Regions from separate parts of the Mus musculus genome. Here regions 1, 2, 3 and 5 are each linked to region 4. A link is a contact called in public Hi-C and HiChIP or PLAC-seq data. All regions are on one chromosome and are shown on one strand. Each heading gives the region's core, a stretch centred on a gene start, on an enhancer-like site or on the middle of the called end of the contact. The rest is flanking DNA. Distances are from core to core; before and after follow the strand shown.

Evidence for each region. A called contact is a pair of places that touch in the nucleus more often than the background predicts. HiChIP or PLAC-seq counts read pairs in DNA pulled down with a chosen protein or histone mark.
Region 1: a contact with region 4 is called in a Hi-C map of cortical neurons, with 2.1 times the contacts expected there. The contact joins two enhancer-like sites. A contact is called at or near these places in 1 of 15 datasets of contacts at CTCF or cohesin (the NIH/3T3 cell line), 5 of 484 Hi-C or Micro-C datasets (cortical neurons, myocytes, nephron progenitors and 1 more) and 3 of 115 datasets of contacts at active chromatin or transcription factors (the NIH/3T3 cell line, astrocytes and craniofacial prominence).
Region 2: a Hi-C map of tail fibroblasts shows a contact between it and region 4, with 5 times the contacts expected there. The contact joins two enhancer-like sites. A contact is called at or near these places in 1 of 15 datasets of contacts at CTCF or cohesin (large pre-B cells), 6 of 484 Hi-C or Micro-C datasets (the C2C12 cell line, embryonic fibroblasts, nephron progenitors and 1 more) and 3 of 115 datasets of contacts at active chromatin or transcription factors (craniofacial prominence, embryonic fibroblasts and fibro-adipogenic progenitors).
Region 3: a contact with region 4 is called in a Hi-C map of uterus, with 13 times the contacts expected there. The contact joins two enhancer-like sites. A contact is called at or near these places in 1 of 15 datasets of contacts at CTCF or cohesin (the NIH/3T3 cell line), 13 of 484 Hi-C or Micro-C datasets (the C2C12 cell line, MC3T3-E1-derived osteoblasts, embryonic fibroblasts and 4 more) and 2 of 115 datasets of contacts at active chromatin or transcription factors (craniofacial prominence and fibro-adipogenic progenitors).
Region 5: an H3K27ac HiChIP or PLAC-seq map of embryonic fibroblasts shows a contact between it and region 4, with 11 times the contacts expected there. The contact joins two enhancer-like sites. A contact is called at or near these places in 1 of 15 datasets of contacts at CTCF or cohesin (the NIH/3T3 cell line), 2 of 484 Hi-C or Micro-C datasets (myocytes and palatal mesenchyme) and 5 of 115 datasets of contacts at active chromatin or transcription factors (the NIH/3T3 cell line, astrocytes, craniofacial prominence and 2 more).

What each region holds. Positions count from the first base shown.
Region 1 is chr8:103,287,433-103,290,140 of GRCm38.p6, forward strand. No RefSeq gene overlaps it. Among named protein-coding and RNA genes, the nearest start is that of Gm39234, 8.0 kb to the right of the region's middle. Within about 2 kb of position 1,294, at least 9 of the 459 cell types and tissues checked have an H3K27ac peak or open chromatin away from gene starts, as enhancers often do. A contact at or near this core is called in cortical neurons, where this site is marked.
Region 2 is chr8:103,213,195-103,216,037 of GRCm38.p6, forward strand. No RefSeq gene overlaps it. Among named protein-coding and RNA genes, the nearest start is that of Gm32531, 57 kb to the right of the region's middle. Within about 2 kb of position 1,582, at least 3 of the 459 cell types and tissues checked have an H3K27ac peak or open chromatin away from gene starts, as enhancers often do. A contact at or near this core is called in tail fibroblasts, where this site is marked.
Region 3 is chr8:103,233,217-103,235,922 of GRCm38.p6, forward strand. No RefSeq gene overlaps it. Among named protein-coding and RNA genes, the nearest start is that of Gm32531, 37 kb to the right of the region's middle. Within about 2 kb of position 1,400, at least 40 of the 459 cell types and tissues checked have an H3K27ac peak or open chromatin away from gene starts, as enhancers often do. A contact at or near this core is called in craniofacial prominence, embryonic fibroblasts, palatal mesenchyme and 1 more, where this site is marked.
Region 4 is chr8:104,021,761-104,024,502 of GRCm38.p6, forward strand. All of the region lies in intron 1 of Gm32728 (a long non-coding RNA gene), which reads right to left. Among named protein-coding and RNA genes, the nearest start is that of Gm32728, 14 kb to the right of the region's middle. Within about 2 kb of position 1,466, at least 93 of the 459 cell types and tissues checked have an H3K27ac peak or open chromatin away from gene starts, as enhancers often do. A contact at or near this core is called in cortical neurons, craniofacial prominence, embryonic fibroblasts and 3 more, where this site is marked.
Region 5 is chr8:103,258,719-103,261,540 of GRCm38.p6, forward strand. No RefSeq gene overlaps it. Among named protein-coding and RNA genes, the nearest start is that of Gm32531, 11 kb to the right of the region's middle. Within about 2 kb of position 1,398, at least 7 of the 459 cell types and tissues checked have an H3K27ac peak or open chromatin away from gene starts, as enhancers often do. A contact at or near this core is called in embryonic fibroblasts, where this site is marked.

The DNA.
Region 1 (2,708 bases), core at 44-2,543, 730 kb before region 4:
TCTGCAGTTATGTGTTATGCCCAGGAACTGTCAGTGAGAGTTATAGTATACCTCTAAAAACTAATCAATCCAATACATTTCTCTGTATCTCAGAGCTGCTGATTGAGACTACAGGGTCCCATCTGAATTAACCCACTTGATGCTTTCTCATTGCAGTAGAGGTGACAGGGCTTGCACTTATCACAGAGAATATATTTGGTACTTCTTATAGGTTTAATTTTAGGCTTACAGTTTCAGAATCTTATTCAAAATCTATTAGCAAATCAGAGGCAAACATTTCTCTTTTGGACCAAGGTTTTCCTCAGCCAGCATGACTGTCAGGTCACCATGCCATCTCTCTGTTATGTACACAGATGTCTCAGACCAAGTCCTTCAGGACTTCCCAGAACCTTAGCACTTCCTGATTTCCACCAGCAATTATGGCCCATAGAAAGTCTGAGGCTCTTGTACTTTCCTTTCTGGAGGATTAGTCTAGAATGTCAGTACTTTCCCCCTTTTGGGCCCAGTCTCCCAATGACTTTAGTGACATTCCCAGTTAATATTTCCATGACCGATGAAGAAATATTTTCTTATAGTTTTTTTTCCTCCAAGCCCTAATTGTTAATATTGCTTATGATACACAACCCACCAGAAAATCCAAGAGAAAACCCAAAACCCAAACCAGAAACCCCACAGACATGTAACCTCAGAGTGTCTGGGTCATCACTTGAGTTTGCAAATGTCAAAGGTCATCCTACTAAGGCCTCCAATTTGACGTTCTAACCACAGACTAGATTACCACATGACCACCAAGACTAGACGGAGGTTCGCCACTCTACTCTTAATAATGAGGACCCCCCCAAACATGGAAGTGCTACATTGCCCTTCACGGTTTATTTAATACTGATATCTATAATACACCTGAGGAAAATAAGACAAGCCAAAAAGCACACTCAGAGAAAAAGGGGTACACTATACCTGCAAAAGAGAGGCGATACTTAAAAGGCACCACTCATTGAAGAAAACTCGAAGAGATGATTTCAAGAAAGAAAACTGAACTGAACTAAAAGTGTTGAAGCCTTAAAATATCCCCTACAAGGCAGAGTTCCATTCTCACTGGTATGACAAACATTTTCCCGACAGAGGAAATTTAACACATTATATAAATACCCTGATCCGCAAATGCGCTGGTAGTAATAATTAGTTTTCTCCCCTTTCATCTCCGTGGTTTCTGCCCACACATATTTCCTATTTCAAGCTTTGGTGTAACAAATGCATCTTTCGAAGGGGAAGCCCACGCCTTGTTTGCACAAACACAGGTCTTTTTATCGCCACGTGCAGTCTCTCTAGTTCCCAGCGCTGAACAATGAAGCATTTTCTTCTCTCCAAGAGCTCTGACAGAATTCATTTAATTTCCATGTAAAATGTAATCTGCCGGTAATAATAGGTCACTCGCAGCAATTGCATTCAGGCTGCCAGATCACCCATCACTGCGCTAATTGTGGGATAGCGTAATGCACAGCCAAGGTGTGCACTGAGAACTCAGGCTGGGCATTTGTTTTGATGATGCTATGAGGAACACAACAGAAAGTGTCCGCAAATACTATAGGCACTGTCCTTCTCTTCTGAAATGACTGAGAAAGCAAAGCAAGTCTTCTTGTATACTGCACATCTTCAGCTTCAGGACTCTTGATGTCGCCTGCAACACCTACAGGTTTCAGGTATTTTTCCAGATATGGGTAGGTGTTTAAATACTGTGACACCACTGATACAACAGCTTTGGGGCTTCTTGGAGAGAAGCTGAGAGTAACTGGATGATTGTAAGGCCAGGAGGCAATCATTCACTGGTTGGCTATCCCTTCTTTAAAGTATTGATCACAAGCCCTACTTACTTCCTTTTTGCATCAAAGAAAACTGAAGTGCTTTTCTGTGTAGCTTTCCTTATTATAGAAACTTAAATTGACCCCAATGCTGTATTTGCATGTGTATATGTGTCCATATGTGTATGTGTGTGTGTGTGTGTGTGTGTGTGTTGTGTGTGTATGCTTGTGCATATGAGTTTAGGAGTTTCCAAACTCATGAAACATCACAGAAAGTGATAACATAAGGATGGACCTCAAAGATGACGTAGCCCAAATTCCTCATTCAATTTATTTCATCATATCTTATTTTTCTTATAAAGAAAAGTCAGGACCACTGTAAATTATTTTGTTATGAGTTTAATATGAAATGTCCCCCTAGGGTTGTGTGGTGAAGAGTTGCTTCCCCAGCTGCTGATGTTATTTTGGGCACCGTTGGAAGCTTTAGTAAGTCAGGTCTAGCTGGAGGCAGTAAGTTCCCCAGGGGCATGTCTTTATGGGCTGTATCTGGTCCCTAGTTCATTCCTGCTGTCCCCTTGCTGTCTGTCACTGGGTAAGCAGCCTCCTCTACCATATGGTCTCATTGCTATGGTCTCATTGCTATGCTCTCTGCCTCATCGCTGGGCCAGAGCAATCTATCTAGCAGAGCTTGAACTCAAACCTTGAACCTGCAAGACGAAGCAGCTACTCCCTCCTTTAAACTGCTTCACATTTATCACATGTGTGATAAATGGGCATTTATCACCATGACAAAAAACGTCTGATTAACAACACATTTGGAAAGGGTAAAGAAAACAGAGAATCCCTTCCTCCACAGAACCAGCAGTTCAGGTGCTGATGGGAAAGTCAGAGCACAGGAAAACTCTTCTT
Region 2 (2,843 bases), core at 332-2,831, 810 kb before region 4:
AATACTCCCACAGCAGATCTAGCTACCCAGCTAAGACACTGTCTAATAGACAAGGGGTTATATGGCATGGCTACTTGGACAGAGGGATGCCCTTTCTCCCTCCAGGGCAGTAGTGAACAGACAGTATGGGATAGCTCAAGGTATATTATAGCACTCAGAATGATCCATGGTTTAAAATCAAAGATTTGTATAATTTTCCATTAAACATTTTTCAGACTCTGGTGAAACATGAGCCTGCTTAATGTAAGAAAACTGCAGTAAGAGGCTACAAGGTAATGAGGTAATGACCAATTAAATCATGGGCCTTAGTTACTCTGTGTCCTGAAGATCCAGGTCTATACTTTTACTTAATGCTTCATATATATATATATACTTATCCTGTATATAAAGGGCTCTCAGGGTTCTCTCTCTCTCTCTCTCTCTCTCTCTCTCTCTCTCTCTCTCTCTCTCTCTCTGTGTGTGTGTGTGTGTGTGTGTGTGTGTGTGTGTGTGTATGTGTGTGTGTGCCTGCCTGGGTCTATGTGTATATATGTACATGCATATGTGTGTGTGCATGTGTCTATGTCTGTGTTTCCAGTGTACAGTAATACTCAGATGCATCATCCCAAGGGATTCTCCACTATTTTCCTCTGTAGTATCATAAAACTATGTAGATTTAGGACATCTGCAGCTTGTACCAATAAGTGTTCTCTATGGGATCCTCAGTATCCGGCACCTAGAAAGCTGGCAAATTCCAATGGATGTTTGTTGAGTAACTCTCTCATCCCTCCCAACGACAGGATCCTGTAGATTAGGACTATGTTGGCATATCTATCTATCCATCTATCTGTCTATCTGTCTAATCTATCTATCTATCTATCTATCTATCTATCTATCTATCTATCTATCTATCTGTCATATTCTATCTCACATAGTGATTTCCTGGGTGACATTGCTCATTGGAACGATGCAAGTCCTTTCCACACAAAGGTAACTGAAAATTCAGAATCCACAAGAGCCTGGTGAAAACGGTTTCTAAGCAGTGCCAATCTGCACAGCAGCTGGACCATTACACCAAAAGCAGCCCAGTGGTGCCTCATTCGCAGGGGACCTGGGAATGTTTCATGGACCAAATCTAGTCATAAATAATCTCAACCAGTCATAAGTAATCTTTTCTCATCTCATCCCAGCGCTGAACATATATTAAATTGATTAGTTAAGTGTCCCACTTAAGTGTGAAGGGAGGAAAAATGCACCCACATTCTAATTAGCAATTTTTAAAAGTAATTTTATACATACTTTTATGATCAAACAATGCAATATAAAACAAATATTTAAAACTTATCTTAAAACATAGCTAGCCTGATAAGCATAATTTAGCAATCTTTAATGAATTCACCTCAATTAGCCTTTAATTAAATAGCTCATTAAATGCTGATTTGAATACTGCTCATGGAGAAATCCTTGTTCAACTGTTGTGACAGAACAGGAAGTTAATGAAGTTAAAATTAAGTGCAATTTTGAGGGAACAGTCTGAAAGTCATAAAACTACAAGAGCAAACGAGATCTCTGACATCTGACTCATTTCTTCATAACCACAATTCCAAGGCTGAAATCATGTGCAGGGTCAGGGAGGCTGGCTTCATCTCTTTTCCTCAGCTTGGGGCTTTGGATACTGGGGACACAAGACAATGGCTGCTGAAGGAGCGACAAATGAACAATCAAAAGAGATCTGCACATTTTATAAATTCAAGCAAAACACTGAAGAATACAAAGGAAATTACACATTCAGGCATCACCTACCTGAATGTTTTGAGTGTTTTGAATGAAGTGTTATTTGTTCTTCTAATAGCCTTTTATGCCAGTAGCCAAAATATTAGTCCTGTTTTATAGGTAAAGAAATGGAATAACAAAGCAGGCCATGGTGGTTTGTGCTTATCATCCCAGAGTGTAGGAGACTTGAAACAGGAGTATCTATGTCAGGCTTGAGTTATACTGCTAAACTTTAATCACAAAAAGGAAGAAAGACAGAGAGACAGACAGACAGAGAGACAGACAGACAGACAGTGAGAGGGAGAGAGAGAGAGAGAAGTGTAAAGAGAATCTCTCATAAATGTCACCTGTCAATAAAAAAGCAGATACCCAATAAGCTGAGGCAGGAAACAGAAGGTGGGACATTGGCAAGAAAAAAGAGGATTCTGGGAAATAGTAAGAGATAAAAGAGAAGGGAGCCATGGGGGATGAAATGAGAGACTAGATGGGAAACACACTGAGCAGATGGACTAAACCTGCAGGTAAAAGAACTCAGAGATACTCTGAGGGAGACCTGAGGGAGCTGGTGAGGAGACAACAAGGAAGAAGTGGCTGGGACTGAAGGACATGTAACTAAGTGGTAGACACATTAAGTGGTTAAATAGAGAGCATTAGGTGTCTAAACTGTGGGGTAGGTAATATACTATTGGAGGAGAGGAGAGAAAGCCAGGGACAGAGAGGGGAAGAGGGGAAGAAGGGAAGAAGGGAAGAGGGGAAGAAGGAGGGAGAAGGGGAGGGGGAGGGGAGGGGAGAGGGAGAGGGAGAGGGAGAGGGAGAGGGAGAGGGAGAGGGAGAGGGAGAGGGAGAGGGAGAGGGAGAGGGAGAGGGAGAGGGAGAGGAACCTTCCACAGAAGGCTTTGATCCTTTGGGACAAATCTGAAAAGAACCCCAAAGAATCCCAAATTTCCCAGCAAGAAAAATGTAAATATCTCTAGACCTATGGCTGTTCCCTAGAATGCCAGGCTAATATGTAGAGCTGAGCTTTCAGGTCTTCTGTCTAGTTGAGCTACCTTAGGTGGAGGGAGGTGTCTATATCTATTGTTCACAGTTTT
Region 3 (2,706 bases), core at 150-2,649, 790 kb before region 4:
CTGGAAAATATTGGCACTGATCATGAGAAGCCCTTCTTTCTGCTCACCTTAGGTACCTAAGGGGTTAAAGTTTCCAAAAGTACAAAAGCATGCATGGGTGGGCGTGTCTATGCAGCTGCCTGATATGCTTATGTTTTGGAGAGGGCATTACTGTGAACTCAACATTTCATTCACTGATTGAGCAAAGAACTCTCTATTCCAGGTTTCTTTGGAATCCTTATAACTTACAATGGGGAAGGAGGCTGCTAAAAAGAAGATAAAATTCCTCTGTCAAATAACTTCAGAAAGTCCTCTGATAAATAAACCAGTTTCCATTGCAGAATTTCTCAGTGTCTTTGAAAGGCCAATATATGTTATAATACACAAAGATAAACATGGTACCTTATAATTACCATAATCTTCTTACTCACAATGCATTCCCTCTACAACAAAACAATATACTAATATCTATTCTTTGGGGAAAGAACATTCACGGGGACAAAAATAGATGGATAGATGGATAGATAGATAGATAGATAGATAGATAGATAGATAGATAGATAGGTAAACCTGGGCCTTTGTTTGCAAAGATCTTATACAGAATGGAAGAATTCCAGGTCAGCATAAGTGCCATTGATGTAGGTTCTCCATATAAATTCGAAATGGTTTCTCCCTGTGTAGCCTGAGCTGGCCTCAAACTCATGCTCCTCTTCCATGTGCTTCTGACTTTTTAGTGCCAGGATTATAGGTGGGTACCACACCAACCATTTCTGACATCCATTCTCTTAACCGTTCTACAACAAGCCTGTGTTGTTCTCAAGTATCCATGAAGGTCTCTTTTGTGCCTTTGGATTAGGAGAAAGGGGAGCTCCAGGTTTTAAGGGACACTTAGAAACTTAGGCATGCTCCATATAGAAGGAAACTGAAGCAAGTCCCATAGGAAACAGAATTTCTTTCCCTAGTCTTTATTTTCTGCTTCCAAATGAACTATATTCAGAAAACTGCTTAAAAAGCTAGGGTAATCTCACCTGTGGTACTGGCCACTCAGTTGACAAGTAAGACACAGAGGTTCACATTGACCAGAGGCTTTACAAAGTTACCAAGAAGGTGACATCCAGAGTACAGGACTCAGAGTTTTATACCACCCCAGCTCTCAAAATGCTTCAAAATCCTCCTTTATGTCACAGTGGGAACCTTGTGGGTGGCTCCCCTCAAACACCCATTCTAAAGAGCAGGAGGAGATTGTAAACTGGTGCCAGGAGTGGACTGGTTTCAACCGCACAACTATCAGGCCCACCCAGGAGTCAACACAGGCTAAATTTGGGCCAAGTTTATTTTCCTTTTCCCTTTGAGTGTGAGGGTGGGAGGAGAAGACTGGAGAGGAAGTGCTGCAGACACACACAGACCCCAAGGGTGTGGGGGTCACAGTTACAGAGAAGCCAGCCAAGCTTGACACGTCATCCCTCTGCACTCACTCAGCCATAGGATGTTTACATTCCTGGTGGTCCTTAAGGATGGACTTGGAGAAGAAAAATATGGCCAGAGAAGATGCTAGGGGGAGAGACAAAAGAGTATACTTCTGTACCTAATTGTCCAAGAAAAAGATGAAGCAATGAAGTTGGGCACAATATTACATGTAAAGGACATGGATCTGACTGTCCTTTACTTCTAATAAGGCTTCTCAGAGCTATGGATTTTGTTCTCTTTTATTCAAATCAAACACTAAGAATTTGGTTACTTGTGAATAAAGTAAGGATTACATATCACATGGAAACACAGTAAGTACGCGATGATATATGTAAATTATTACATAGAATATGTGTTGTGAAATAATCTATATCATATGGATTGTCATGTTTATAAATAATATCATACATGTATAGCAGTCCAATTATGTTTGCTATGTAAAAAAATTTCAAAGGAGAGAATCTTTGGGTACGAATCAGAAGATTAAGCCTTATATGGACTGACACCATCAAAAGCTTTCTGAGAGGGTTGCACAGCCTCCGATACCTCCCCGGGATGAAGTTCCCTGTAACTGTCTAAAGTGAGCTACATGTGTACATTCAAATAAAGAATCTTTCATTTTCCCCACCACTGAAGAAACAAAATGTGAACCCTCTGATAAAGTATGGGCTCTGATAGTTTCCCACACTGATAAATACATGTGTGTGTGTGTGTGTGTGTGTGTGTGTGTGTGTGTGTGTAAAATATAAAATCCAAACAAGGAAATCAATGTCTAGCCATGTATGTAAATGTACAAGTCCTTACTTGGATGCATATGTGGCTTCCAGAGTAGAATATGCCAAGTAGTTTACAGAATGTCATTTGGAACAAAACCAAAATCATACAAAGATGATCTGCTGTTTTATTTTACATTGTCTACTTTATTTCCTAGTTGTCTTTACTGTTTGAATGTTCTCTGTCTCTCTGTCTTTGTCTCTCTGTCTCTTTTTCTCCTCCCCTCTCTCCCTGTGGTGTGTGTGTGTGTGTGTGTGTGTGTGTGTGTGTGTGTGTGTGTGTTTTACAGAAATAAAAGGAATTTGAGTTAAACCAGGAATGAAAGCAAAGGCAGATCAGACTCTGACACTTGAGCCTCCTCTTCGAGTTCTGGGATAGCTTGGCAGCAGGGCTGTTTTTCCAGCTGGGAATCATTTTATTTTCTTGCCCCAAATCCTGGACAGAGCTCATATCCAGCCAGAGGCCAAAGACCTGCTCTGTAGAAAG
Region 4 (2,742 bases), core at 216-2,715:
GGGCTGGGTTTGAACTCACTGCACATCCTAGAGAAGTCAATTCATCTGCCGGAGCCTGGCTTTCCTTTTCTTCAGCCTAGAATCCCCAGTGCCTGCCTGAAACTGGAAGATCAGATGAAATGAGATATGGGGGGGTTTACGTACTCATTGCTCAGTAAGTCACAAATGTTAGTGACTGTATTAGCTAGCTTTGTGTGTCAGCTTGACACAAGCTGGAGTTATCACAGAGAAGAAGCCTCCCTTGAGGAAATGAAAAACAGCTGTAAGGCATTTTTTTTCAATTAGTGATCAAGTGGGTAGGGCTCAGTCCATTATGGGTGGTGCCATCCCTTGGCTGGGCCCATCCCTTGGCTGGTAGTCCCGGGTTCTATAAGAAAGCAGGCTGAGCAAGCCAGGGGAAGCAAGCCAGTAAGCAGCACCCCTCCATGGCCTCTGCATCAGCTCCTGCTTCCAAGTTCCTGCCCAGTGTGAGCTCCTGTCCCGACTTCCTTTGGGGATGAACAGCAATGCGGAAGTGTAAGCTGAATAAACCCTTTCCTCCCCAGCTTGCTTCTTGGTCATGAGGTTTTGTGGAGGAATAGAAACCGTGACTAAGACAGTGGTGCTCCTGTTCCATTACAGTTTCCAAATGGGGACCTGAGAGTTCATTGTGGCCAAATAAACGAGTTAGGAAACTGAATCCAGGCAACCAGGACAGGATTTCTCTCTTCCAGCCCTGCCTGATGCCTCCCACCACAAAGCCTCCTTGCTTCGCCTTGATGAGGTTTCATCCCACATAAGACACAATCCCAGTTATCCCAGAGAGGGGATAGCAACTCATGGGGTAGCGCTTGCAGTCCGACATCTTTTGTGAGTTGAAAATAAATCCCTGCTCCTCTCTAGGCTGGGTTTTCTCTAGTGCTAACACCCTCTGTACCAAAGAACAAGTTGTTTCTCCCAGCAGAACCCCACGTCTGTCCTACTGACCCTCAGTAGATTTATTTGGTATGAACTTTTGAATGTGGCCCTGCTGCTTAAAACGAGAGAAAGAGAGCACACTGCCAACAGTGTTCAAGTCACGACGGCGGGGGAAAAAAGAAATCAGAGGAGAGGGTGGGGCATGAGGAGAGATCAGGGTGTATTTTTAGGACTCTGTACAGGCCAGAAGTTCCTTTGATGAGTTTAAAAGTAAAAACATGTGTGCTGTGGTTCTGCTTGATTTAGACATGGTGTGGCTAGAGTGCAGTCAGCTTCCTCCCTTGGACTTTCTGATTCGCTGGGGAAAGCCAAAAAGTCTTCCGAAGAAAGAGATGTGCTGAGTGCATCCCACATCCTCCCACCCACATGCCTCTCTTTCTTTCTTTCTCCTCTGCCTTCCTGATCCACGTGGAGTAAGTACCAGAGCAAGTGAGGACCCTGTGTGGTCTGCACAGCACAAAGCTCCAGCCACAGCCTGGGCCCCACCCCAGCAGCTTCAGACAATTGCCTCCAGATGTGTGTGCACTGAGCTGGCCAGGAAGGATGCTGGCAGCCAGGGCTAGAAAGCCTAGCAACTGGTGCCATCCAGGCTCCCAGGCCACACCCACCTACCTCCGCAGACATTCCTTCACAACCTCATCATCTGAGGCCCCAGACAGATTGCAATATTGGGTCTAGGCCCAGCTGCTCAGGCTGTGTGTTCTCACCCAGCTCACTGCTGCTATAGTCACATGGGTTGGAATTGTTCCCTGTGGGAGACTTCACCCAGCTCAGGATCCCAGCTTCTCTGGATCGTAGGACAGTGCAAGGACACATGTCCATAGCCTTCTAGGAGTGGACTGTGGGTTTGAACAGTCAGATGTGCTGGGTCACATTGTGGCAATCTGTTCCCTGCAAACTGCTCTCTCTACGTAGGACCAGACTTTAGCCTCATAGATTCCTATATATCTTCTTCTCCACTGTATTAATCTGTTTCTGTTGCTATGAGTAAAATCCCCTAGGCAAGTTATTTTTAGTGAGAAAGGTGGTCTATTGAGCTCAGAGTTCTGGATGTTCAAGGATATCGCTCAGCTCAGATAAGAACCTCTTGGCAGATGGTGTCACCATAGCAACGGGATGGGATAGGATGGAGACCACAGTTTAAAGGTTCCACTGCTCCTTTTATCACCATCCCAAGCACCAAGATATGAGCTCTCTGGGTAAAAACTATACCCAGACACAACAGGATTTATTCCATAGATGTTACCAGCCCAATTCTACCCAGGCTGCAGAGCTAAGAACTATTAAATAGTATCCATGGTTGGGGACAGGCCCAAATGTTTCGAAGGTTCTTGACCTACTCTTATTCGAAGATTTGAAATAAAAGCCCCCACAAATTTTCAAAAGTATCAAGGAAAGTTTACTTCAGGCAAACCAATAGAAAAGATGAGGGAACACTAGGCCACTTCTTTAGGGTACTCAAGGGACCCAGGTTTCAGCCTAGGGTATCTTTTTATGGGATGTAAAGGAAAGAGAGATTGCTACAATGGGGTGTGGTTTGGGCGGGTCTCCATTTTGATTGAGAAATTAGATCATATAATCCCACTGCCCATGTCCCTTCCCAGAATGCATCTCATTTAATCACATGTGTGCCCAAGTATGCATAGATGCTAGGCAGTAAGTTAGGAGCTCCCCATAAAGGTTAGCTTTGAGAACACGGTTTGCCTTATGCGCATGCACTGAAATCTAGTTCTGGCCTGATCAGCCTGCTGCTCTTCTGACCCAGATTTGTTGGCAATATATTTG
Region 5 (2,822 bases), core at 148-2,647, 760 kb before region 4:
TGTCTGGTACAGACTGACAACGAGCAAGCAAGCCAGCAATATGCATGTACTGAATCGTGATGCAATTGACTATGAACTGTCTATTGAAAGCACCAAATAACAGGATGAGGATCAAGTTCAAAGCCAGCGTTTGTTACTCAAGGATCCTTGTCCTGCAGGGTGAACCCCCCTAGAGCAGATGCCTGGCAGGACAGCCTGATATGCTCAGCAGTACAGTGACACATGTAGATCAAAACCTGAACAAAGTCGGAGTCAGGGAGTCAGTCCTCAGAAAAATGCTTCCAGAGAAAGCAAAGGTTTGGATTCATGAATACCAAGTACCCAAATTGACACAACCAATATAAGACCTGTCCTCTTTATAATTGGAATATAAATATTGAACTAGCTTTTCATGGGTCCTAGCTTTACCTGTAAAATCTGCATTCTATGTTCAAACTCCAGGTCCAAGGAAGCAGAAGTGTCATGGCCATGTATTCTACAAAGATTCTGTTCCTGGATGCATGGCTAGTAAACATTTCTTTAGCTACATCTGCCTGCTCAGCAAGTTGGCAGGGGCCCATGAACTGAAACAATGGCGACATGGAAAGACCATTTAGGTACAATGCTGGAATTTTGAAAGCTTTTTGTTCACATAGTAAAAAATAATGGGAAATTAATCTCAACTAGGAGAAGTATGCCACTGGCTATTTCAAGGGATAAAGTATATTATAAGGTAGATATAAATTTAAATATTTTAAAAAGAAATCAATATTCCAAAGGGATGCTTTGGAATGCAAACATCAGAAAGGTGAGGGCTCACTGCTATACTCTGTCACTCCTATACTCTGCAAATGGCCTCAGACAAAGTTCAGTACAATTGGAAAGGTAACTTGGCCCACTGCCCAGAATGAATGTATTGGTTGACATGTCCTCCAAAGAGATCTGGGCAAGTGCATCTTTAAGAAGCTTTGGTTAATCTGTTCCATGATCAGGGTTCTAATTGATGCCGAGATCTCCCATCCATGGTCCTTGCTCACCTCCTCAGCTTTCCTGCCTACTACAGCTCCTACCCATTAACCTTGTTACATCCTCCATCTGTAACTAAATCGAAATCTATGTAGGACTGCAGAGAGAGCTGAAGAGTTAAAAGCACTGGACGTTCTTCCGGACGTGCCAGGTTTGAGTCCCAGCACCCATGTGGTGTGTCAGAACCACCTAGTTCCATGGGATCCTATGCCCTATTATATATAACCTTCGAAGGCATGAGGCACTCACAGAGGATACAGATTTATAGGCATGGCAAAACATTGATACACTTACAATAAAAATAAATATTTGGAAGGAGGTGTTTCTTGAGTCCCAGAGTAGCCATTCCCAGGGGAATCCAGTCACTCAATCTGAGTCACAGTTTCTGTTTCCATAACATTTGAGAACGTTGGAAAAATTTAACTTAAGCATTTACAGAAAAAGTAGAGCTCAGAGCCTCAGTCATGGGCACTTGTTTTTCAAAATCTTCAGTGTCACTAGGGGTTGGAGGAGGTGTGCAGAAAGAGCTACCTTGATGTGTGGATATCCCTCATTCCCTCTTTCAAAATCTTCAGTGTCACTAGGGGTTGGAGGAGGGGTGCAGAAAGAGCTACCTTGATGTGTGGATATCCCTCATTCCCTCTTTAGTTTGGATGATTTAGAATCTCATCACTTAACTATGAGTTTCATTGATGACCTGACATACGTGCTAATGGGAGTTGAGCAGAAAAAAATAAAGGGAGTGAATTAGTTAGGACTTTTAAAAATGATTTAGGCTACACCTAATTTGAGCTGGTTTAAGGAAGAATACGGGTGTTCTGTCAGGAATGGAGATGTTGCCTTCTAATGAGATGACAACATCTTTCCTGGTCCTGGGAACCAGGGCTAAAGATATAAATAAGGTTCATAATTGACTGTCTCTGTTTTCCATCCTCTCCCCTTTTCTGTACTTGATTCATTGTTTTATCTGTGCCTTTTAGCAGCCTTTGTCTGTTCCTAATCCCCATGGTGGAATATGCAGCCCCACAGTACCCATTTGTGAACCAGCCTCAAGGTTCACCATCAATACCTAGAGAATAAAATCTGATTCTCACAGCTAGAGTCTATGCCTGCTCTAGCCAGCTCTGGCTGGTGAGTGAAATAACAGAGAATCAAATAGCCTTCAGAAGCTCTTGTGTATCATCAATGCAAGGTAGGAGAAGTTTGCGTTATTAGGACAAATTGATCCTCTGTAGAACAAGGGAAAAGAGAAGATATTTCTGAGGTAGTGAAGTAAATATTGCTTGGTTCCCATTCTCTGCTGGCAGCTCAGAGGTGAGTCTCTCACTTTGGAAAAGAAACGGCTTAACTATTTTTATATGAGAAACTTGGGCTGAATCAATGGCTCTTACCTTGGCTTATTATTTGATTGATGTGGGAAGGTTTTGGAAATGCTCAATATTCAGACAACATGTTCAGATCAAATAAATCTAAATCTCTAGCTATGGAATCCTGGTATTGATATGTTTTTTTAAGTTCTTTAGATTACCCCAGTCTCCAGCTAAGGTTTACAAGCATTGGACATGATTGGTGATTCTCAAATGAATCACCTGCATCTAGTTAAAATGAGAGCTGTGACTGATTGGGTTCAAGCTTGGTCATGGGATTCTGCCCTGGTAACAATTCCTGGGCAGCAGATATGCTGTCTTGTAGGATATTCTCCAAATATCCAAGCACTGAATCATCTTTCAGTGGTGTTCTATTTCTAAGATGCCAGGAAATGGACTATTTATCCCAGAAATCTCTTCTATTGCCAGAACTTGCACTTAAATACCACA